2 separate regions of the Bombyx mori genome follow, and region 2 is linked to region 1. The links are chromatin contacts, called in public Hi-C maps. All regions are on one chromosome and are shown on one strand. Each heading gives the region's core, a stretch centred on a gene start, on an enhancer-like site or on the middle of the called end of the contact. The rest is flanking DNA. Distances are from core to core; before and after follow the strand shown.

What was found. Hi-C and Micro-C count contacts between places; a contact is called where the count stands out from the background.
Region 2: a contact with region 1 is called in a Hi-C map of posterior silk gland, with 1.7 times the contacts expected there. The contact joins two enhancer-like sites. A contact is called at or near these places in 2 of 7 Hi-C or Micro-C datasets (posterior silk gland and whole pupa).

Annotation. Positions count from the first base shown.
Region 1 is chr2:520,602-524,184 of ASM3026992v2, reverse strand. It overlaps LOC101746611 (glutamate decarboxylase), which reads right to left. Exons shown (of 15, transcript XM_004924977.5): 15 at 2,357-3,583. Among protein-coding and RNA genes, the nearest start is that of LOC101746465, 9.4 kb to the left of the region's middle. Within about 2 kb of position 1,719, at least 1 of the 8 cell types and tissues checked has open chromatin away from gene starts, as enhancers often do.
Region 2 is chr2:662,734-666,458 of ASM3026992v2, reverse strand. LOC101741103 reads left to right here. Exons shown (of 7, transcript XM_038017398.2): 3 at 1,609-2,069; 4 at 3,687-3,725. Among protein-coding and RNA genes, the nearest start is that of LOC101741103, 24 kb to the left of the region's middle. Within about 2 kb of position 2,003, at least 2 of the 8 cell types and tissues checked have open chromatin away from gene starts, as enhancers often do.

The DNA of each region.
Region 1 (3,583 bases), core at 470-2,969:
CCATGCTCAGCTACCTGTCCTAGTGAAACCGCAGGATTCGAACACCGTTGCATCGCTCAATACGAGCATAGTTGCCTTCCAATAGTTTAAGCACAATAGTCGCTCTCTTCTCCACAATAGTTCCTCTTACCCTAAAAAAAAAAGAAGATATATAAGCCCTTAATAAGGCCTGCCGTCTTGTATGGATCAGCTTGTTGGACCACTAAAGTGGCGTATGAAAGGCGATTACATGCAGCAGAGATGCGAATGTTGCGATGGATGTGTGGAGTAACGAGAATGGATAGAATACAGAATGAATAGGTTAGAGGAAGTCTGAAAGTGGCACCTGTGACAGAGAAGCTAAGAAGTGCGCGTTTGGGATGGTATGGACATGTGATGAGACGAAATGAGAATGAGGTTGGTAAGAGAGTGTTAACTATGAATGTGGAAGGATATAGAGGAAGAGGTAGACCTAAGAAGAAATAGAGGGATTGCGTGAAAGACGGTAAGAGGGGAGTGAGCGAAGAAATGGTATATGATAGAAGAGTATGGAAGGAGAAAACATGTTGCGCCGACCCCAGGTGACTGGGAGAAGGGCAGGATAATGATGATGATGAGTCGCTCTCTCCGTTAATATTTAAGATAGATCTAGGGCAGGTACTAAATAAATACTTTTGATTTTTCAGGGCTATCTGGATCAATATTTACATTCTATTAGTCAAGTCAAAATCTTAGGTTTGGAATGTAACGACAGTCATTATGTCACCGCCAAAAAACGCCAAACGAAATACCACGAGAGTTCGTCAGAGCATGTAAAGTTTATTAAACACACAATAACTAATGAATCTCATACACATATTAGTCAGTTTTTAAAAGATAATTTCCCTAGTGAAGCGAATTTTTGCATAGCTGGGTTGCACGCGTGCGCTGATTTGACAGTTGACGCAATTGATACTTTCGTTAAAATGGCCGACGCACATTTAATTATTATTATGCCCTGTTGTTACCATAAAATGTCACAGAAAGAAGGAAATTTCATTAATTTTCCGTTAAGTTATTGTCTTAATTATATTTACAAAGATTATAAAAACACTGTGCGTTTTAATGTTCCATTTTTAAGATTGGCAGCACAGCCAACGAGTTGTGGAGATAATATGTCTGATTTGGTTTTTAATATGTTGGCCAGAGCTGTATTGCAGTCATACGCAGCTAAACGTAAGTTAATTTATTTTTAAATACCCCCCTTTTTAACCATTTAAATTTAATCTCTGTGATCTTAAAGTGTATACCTGAGAAGTTGGGGACCATCAGGAGACCGGAAATTAGCACACTTAGTGAACGACAGTCACAACCCAAAAATTCTAATGTTCTCAACATAGCGACGGTTCACAAATGGCAGCCCGCGCAAATAAGATAAATCATATTTTTTAAATTAATACTACTACATATGACAGTGTGTGATGATATTAAATCGATACTTCTGAGTAAATAATAATTTAAAAGTAAATTAGTTTTCTAAAACAGCGCTTTTACCAACCTTCGGATTAGTTTACTATTTCCAATATGTCAATTTGTTCGGATAATATGTGTAAATTTTTTTTACAGACAATTGCAAGGTTAAAAGAAAAAGACGAAAAGCCGTCAAAGTAAAAACAATGAACAATAATTTTGAGTCCTACGTTCAAAACGCCGTAACAGATGGTTTCCGTTTAGAAAAAAACGAGTCCAATTCGCCAAATAAAGCTGAAAGCATCATTTTTGACAACAACGAGCTGCTGTCAATGTGGCAGGAGCTATCAGATTTGACGTTAAAAAAGGCGGGAATTTTGATCAAAATGCAAAACGCCATGCAGCCAGTGCTCGAGAATTTTGTACTCTACGATAGAATTGTTTATTTGAAAGAAAAGGGTGTGGTCAAATGTAAATTTAAGAAAATATTTGATGAAAAGCTTTCACCTCGATGCTTAGCATTGATAGCTTATAAATCATAAATAAAAATAATGTTTTTATTATTATTCCAAGATGTTATATTTTTTTTATTTTTTTTATTGCCTTTTTAGGCAGACTAGCATACGGTCCACCTGATGGTGAGTGGTTACCATCGCCCATGGACTTCAGCAATGCCAGGGGCAGACAAGCCGCTGCCTACCAAGCCAAGCCGCTGTTATTTCTTCATCTACTCATCCGGATTTTACCCAGTTCTAAAGCTGCATTACGAGTCCGTAGTAAAGTTATAGCGATATAAAGGAGCCAATGAGGCTTATTTAAATTAAAAAAAATCTATTTGATTTTATTCATTTTACCCATTCTCTTTCGATATATCGATCCGCTTATCAATTGAAACAAGATTCTTATCACGAGACAAATAAAACACGGATTAACAACAATACAATTTTATTGGTTATACACATTATATCTTTACATACAGCAACAATTACGATAATATCATTACAAGAATGCTCAAAAACTGCAAGTTAACCTTTTCTAAACACTAAACAATCTAACAGTCCTACATAATTAATTACACGTTCAACTAAATGGTTTTTGAACACACTTAAAATGGAAGACACGTTTCGTAATTTACAATATGACATTGAAAATAGATTTTCTCTTTTAAACATAAACATAGAAGCGCATTCATTGAACATTTAAAATTTAATTTTAAATTAAATAACAATATTTCTAAGATTCTCGGTTATAGTAACCAAGCAAAGATAATACGTAATAAAGCTTTTAGCTCAAATCAATTATGTAATTATTTACGACACGTTGCACAGAAGACATATTATGAGACTCATTATACTCTATCTGAGTCGACTATTATCAAAGCCGGCAATGTGACTTTTGGACAATTATTGGTAAATCATAAAAATGAATTATTGACTTTGTATTCCATTGGCAGTCACAAAACTCTTCTGAACGACATCTTAGATAAATAACAGGTTCAGTATTAACCTTTATTTAATGCAGGTTTTGAACCGCATTCTTTGAAGGAGACGATTATATTCATATCAATCTGTATTGACATATCAATAACATTTTTTTGTCCAAATGCACAGATTGCCACCTTTGATAATAGACGACTCATCTAATCTACAACCACAACATAGACCAACTACACATAACTACGTACTAAAGTTAATTGAGTATGAAAAACTTTACTAGGTGTGTTAATAATGTAAATTAAGACGCGTGTGTTAATTTTATTCTCGAGCGGCTAATGTTAAATAAAATAAATGCAATCGTTGCTATTTAAATTTACAACTTGCCGTTAGTTGAAAGAGCTTGCAACAACGAAACTAATCCATACCCGATCCTGTGGACCGAATGGTAAACAGTCAACGTCGCCCTCGACACGTCATTACGGATCCTCCCGATCCATTAACGGTGCTTTTAGGTACCTCAAGCACCGGTCACCGTCCTCGCCGAACCCGTCCGCTTGTGACGAAGGGCTCGACGAGTGAATTAACCCACAGACACAGCCCACTGAGTTTCTCGCCGGATCTTCTGTGGGTCGCGTTTCCGATCCGGTGGTAGATTCTGGGAAGCACTGCTCTTGCTAGGGCCAGTGTTAGCAATACTTCCGGTTTGAGCCCCGAGAGCT
Region 2 (3,725 bases), core at 754-3,253, 140 kb before region 1:
TTTTTGTGAATTGGCGGTAGTTATTTTTGACGTTCAACAAGTATGTACTTTCATTTATGTAGAATAAAAAAAAAATTGATTTTTTTATTTGATTTGATTTGATTTGATTTGACATTTTCAAGACAAGCTTACATATACATATACATAGCTACAAGTTCCTAACAACAACATTCGGACCGTCTGTCTACCGAGCAAATATCACCCGCTCGGTGGAAGATCTTCCTTTGTCGTTTAAGCCTTCTCACAGTAAAAAAATAACTCACACAAAGTCACTATGATTTGATTAATTTTCCACTTTTCGCTTTTATCACATACATTAGTGAATCCTCCGGTATTAGACGATGCTTCCACGGTCATGTAACATTCTCTCTTGTCACTCCTTCCAATGAGATTTAACAAAGACTCCGAAGGACCTTGCTGATATTCATAACTGTCCACTTTCCAAGGAAATAAAGAAACGAAACACTTCTTAGACTAGCCCGTAATTGACATTGACATTTACTTCACCAGCGCAAGCTAGGCAGTAAAAGGTACCCAGTCGCTCAATAATCTCTACTAGAGGTCCCGCAGTAGTCGAAATTCGACTATAATTAATTGGAATTGTAAGTTTATACACTCTTATGATTGTATTTTTTACTTCTATAATCACAAATTTCGCCAAGACTACACTATAAAAATATTAACAAAGACAAACAATATTTAATCTATTCTCAATTTGACAACAGACGTCTTGACGTTTGAAAATTTTTTGAATTTTTTTTGTTCTTGAACAAAAAATTTTGACTATAAATAGTATGCATGCGTGTGTGCGTTAAATACATGGTATGTAGTGTGTGTAATGTTCTTTTTAATCATTTAATGTATCTTTTATACATTATTTAAAAAAAAAATTAGCATTGTGCACTTCTTCTCTATATTCTCTATAAGTGTGGAAAATTTCATACTCCTCCGTCCGCGCAATTTTCGTAAAAAGGGATACAAAGTTTTTGCTTCACGTAATAATATATAGATAATCTCTATCTAAGGGATCTAGTATGTGGTATGCTGCAGTGGATGCTAGATTTTCCATCAAATATACTATATATAATGGTGGTAGGACCTCTTGAGAGTCCGCGCGGGTAGGTACCACCACCCTACTTATTTCTGCCGTGAAGCAGTAATGCTTTTCGGTTTGAAGGGTGGGGCAGCCGTTGTAAAGATACCTGAGAACTTAGAACTTATATCTCAAGGTGGGTGGCGCATTTACATTGTAGATGTCTATGGGCTCCAGTAACCATTTAACACCAGGCAGCTCACAGCTTGTCAAACCATCTAAGCAATAAAAAAAATAAGAAAAATATACTTCCATGTAAAAGTCGCAAGAACGACTTGGTTTTATAGTCCCACAGCCTTATCCTGCTATTACTTTCAAATGCACACACGAGGATCGCTAGATCCTTAGTAGAGAAGCATTATTTTATTATAATAGAGGAAGCTTTAGGACATTGAGGATCAGGAAGGAGTTTCTTAGTAAAAACAGTTTAATAAGTTCTTACCACGAGCACGTATTCAAAAAAATTGAAAATTTTTAAATTTATGAGTTGAGCATAAAATATCTTGCCTTTTCAGATCCCTGGAAGGGAAGAAACATGAAAGTGGCGGGATCGACAGCATCACCATCTCAACCGGGGGCGAAAAGAAGAAAATGAAAAAGAAAAAGCCGAAACCGCCCAAGATCCACCTCCTCCATCCCATAATGATGAAGAAACAAGAGAAAGGTCGCGAAGCTCGAGTCCAGAGCTGGGTGATTGGGGAGAGGAATCTTGACACGACCGACGACTTTGATTTGACCCAATCAGACCCGACATCGCCCCAAACAGACCCAGTACAGTCCCACCCAAATCTACCTCAAATTGAGAACTTGACTGAAACGGACTCATTTGAAATGGCTGATGGTAGCTTCAGGCAAGGCAGGGGGGTGATAGCCGACATATGGTCCATGGGAGCGGACGCTATCGACTCTGTGGCTGAGCATGCTATCCAGGATGAGGACTTAGAGAATGGAGTCACTGATAAGAGTTCGCCGCCAGGTTGGTGAAGGGTGGAATGTGTGTAATAGAATTTTCTAGGTTTCGTGTTTCGACCGTTGAGACCCTGAGAGCTTCAAGGACCCGTGGAGGAACTCCTGAAGAGTCATTTTTTTTCCTACCTAGCTGAGAGCCTTGAGAGGCTATTTCAGCATAACCTTAACAAGTAGGTGAGCTTACGGGGCTCAAACCTGACGACGTTGCTAACACGAACCCTAGCAAGAGCCGTGCTTCGCAGAAACTGTTGGTAGGACCTCTTGTGATTCCGCACGGGTAGGTACCACCACCCTGCCTATTTCTACCGTGCAGCAGTAATGCGTTTCGGTTTGAAGGGTGGGGTAGCCGTTGTAACTATACTGAGAACTTAGAACTTATATCTCAAGGTGGGTGGCGCATTTACGTTGTAGATGTCTATGGGCTCCAGTAACCACTTAACACCAGGTGGGCTGTGAGCGCGTCCAACCATCTAAGCAATAAAAAAAAAACCTACCACCGGATCTGAAGCGCGACCCACTGAGAAGATCCGGCGAGAAACTCAGTGGGTCATGTCTATGGGTTAATTTACTAGTTCGACGAGAACGATGACCGGTGCTTGAGGCACCTAAAAGCACCGTTAGTGGATCGGGAGGATCCGAAATGACGGGTTTTGGGTGACGTCGACTGCTTTCCACTCTGTCCGCAGGATCGGGAATGTGCAGAGTCAGATAATCTTTTACCAGATCAATTATTTATTCCCGAGTGAATTTTGTATGTTATTTGACATACAATTCTTTTCAGTGACATGTTTAAGCCCTTTGATACGTTGTTAAAGTTAACTATATTTTCGTTTTTCCATTTCAATTTTAATTTTAATATCTCGCTTCTGTTCTTTAGGTGAAGAAATATTTTGGTAAAAACTTTTTTTAGCGTTTATTTTGAGTATGCAATGCATGGATAGTTTGTGTTTGGACTATTTATATGACTAGTGGGTTAGTTGCATGCGTGTCTCTTAGTCAAGAAGCTACAGGTTCGTTGCACGGACGCTCTTTGAGGTCATCATGAATAATGTTTGTCAACACATTGGCATGTCAATACAACACGCATGCTAGTAGCAATATTAATAGAATCCACAAAAACGTGTCCTTTTCAGACAGATTACTAAAGGACATTGTCATAGCAACATGAACCTTACCTTACACATCATTTAAGGTTGAATTCTCATTTGTATGTTGCGACTGCTACCAAACAGTAAAGCATCACTGTTGGCGAAGAACCTCACCGACGGCATCTGTCCGTGGGCCACACTCGCCAATAAAACCAGTACCTTCTTGTACTATCCTCCTCCGTGCGTCGTATTCCTCAGTTCTGAGGGTCGTGACCTTTACTGAGCACTTTTGTTAGGACTATGTTCCTCCATTCACTTTTGTCCTCCGCGCACTGGATAGCGACATTGATGCTGGATTCCAAAGTCGTCTTAATCTGATCGGACCAGCGCATGGGACTACGTCCCCTAGGCCTCTTTCCTTCCACTTTGCCGGTAATTGAGAAGTCTTTCGAGGTTGTCACCCTTTTACCTCGCAACAACTACTATACGTTTCTTGCACTATATAGTTACCTAATTCTTCCAAACAATAACTTTAGAACAGAGAGGCAAGAAGAAGAAAAAGAAGAAAGCGATCC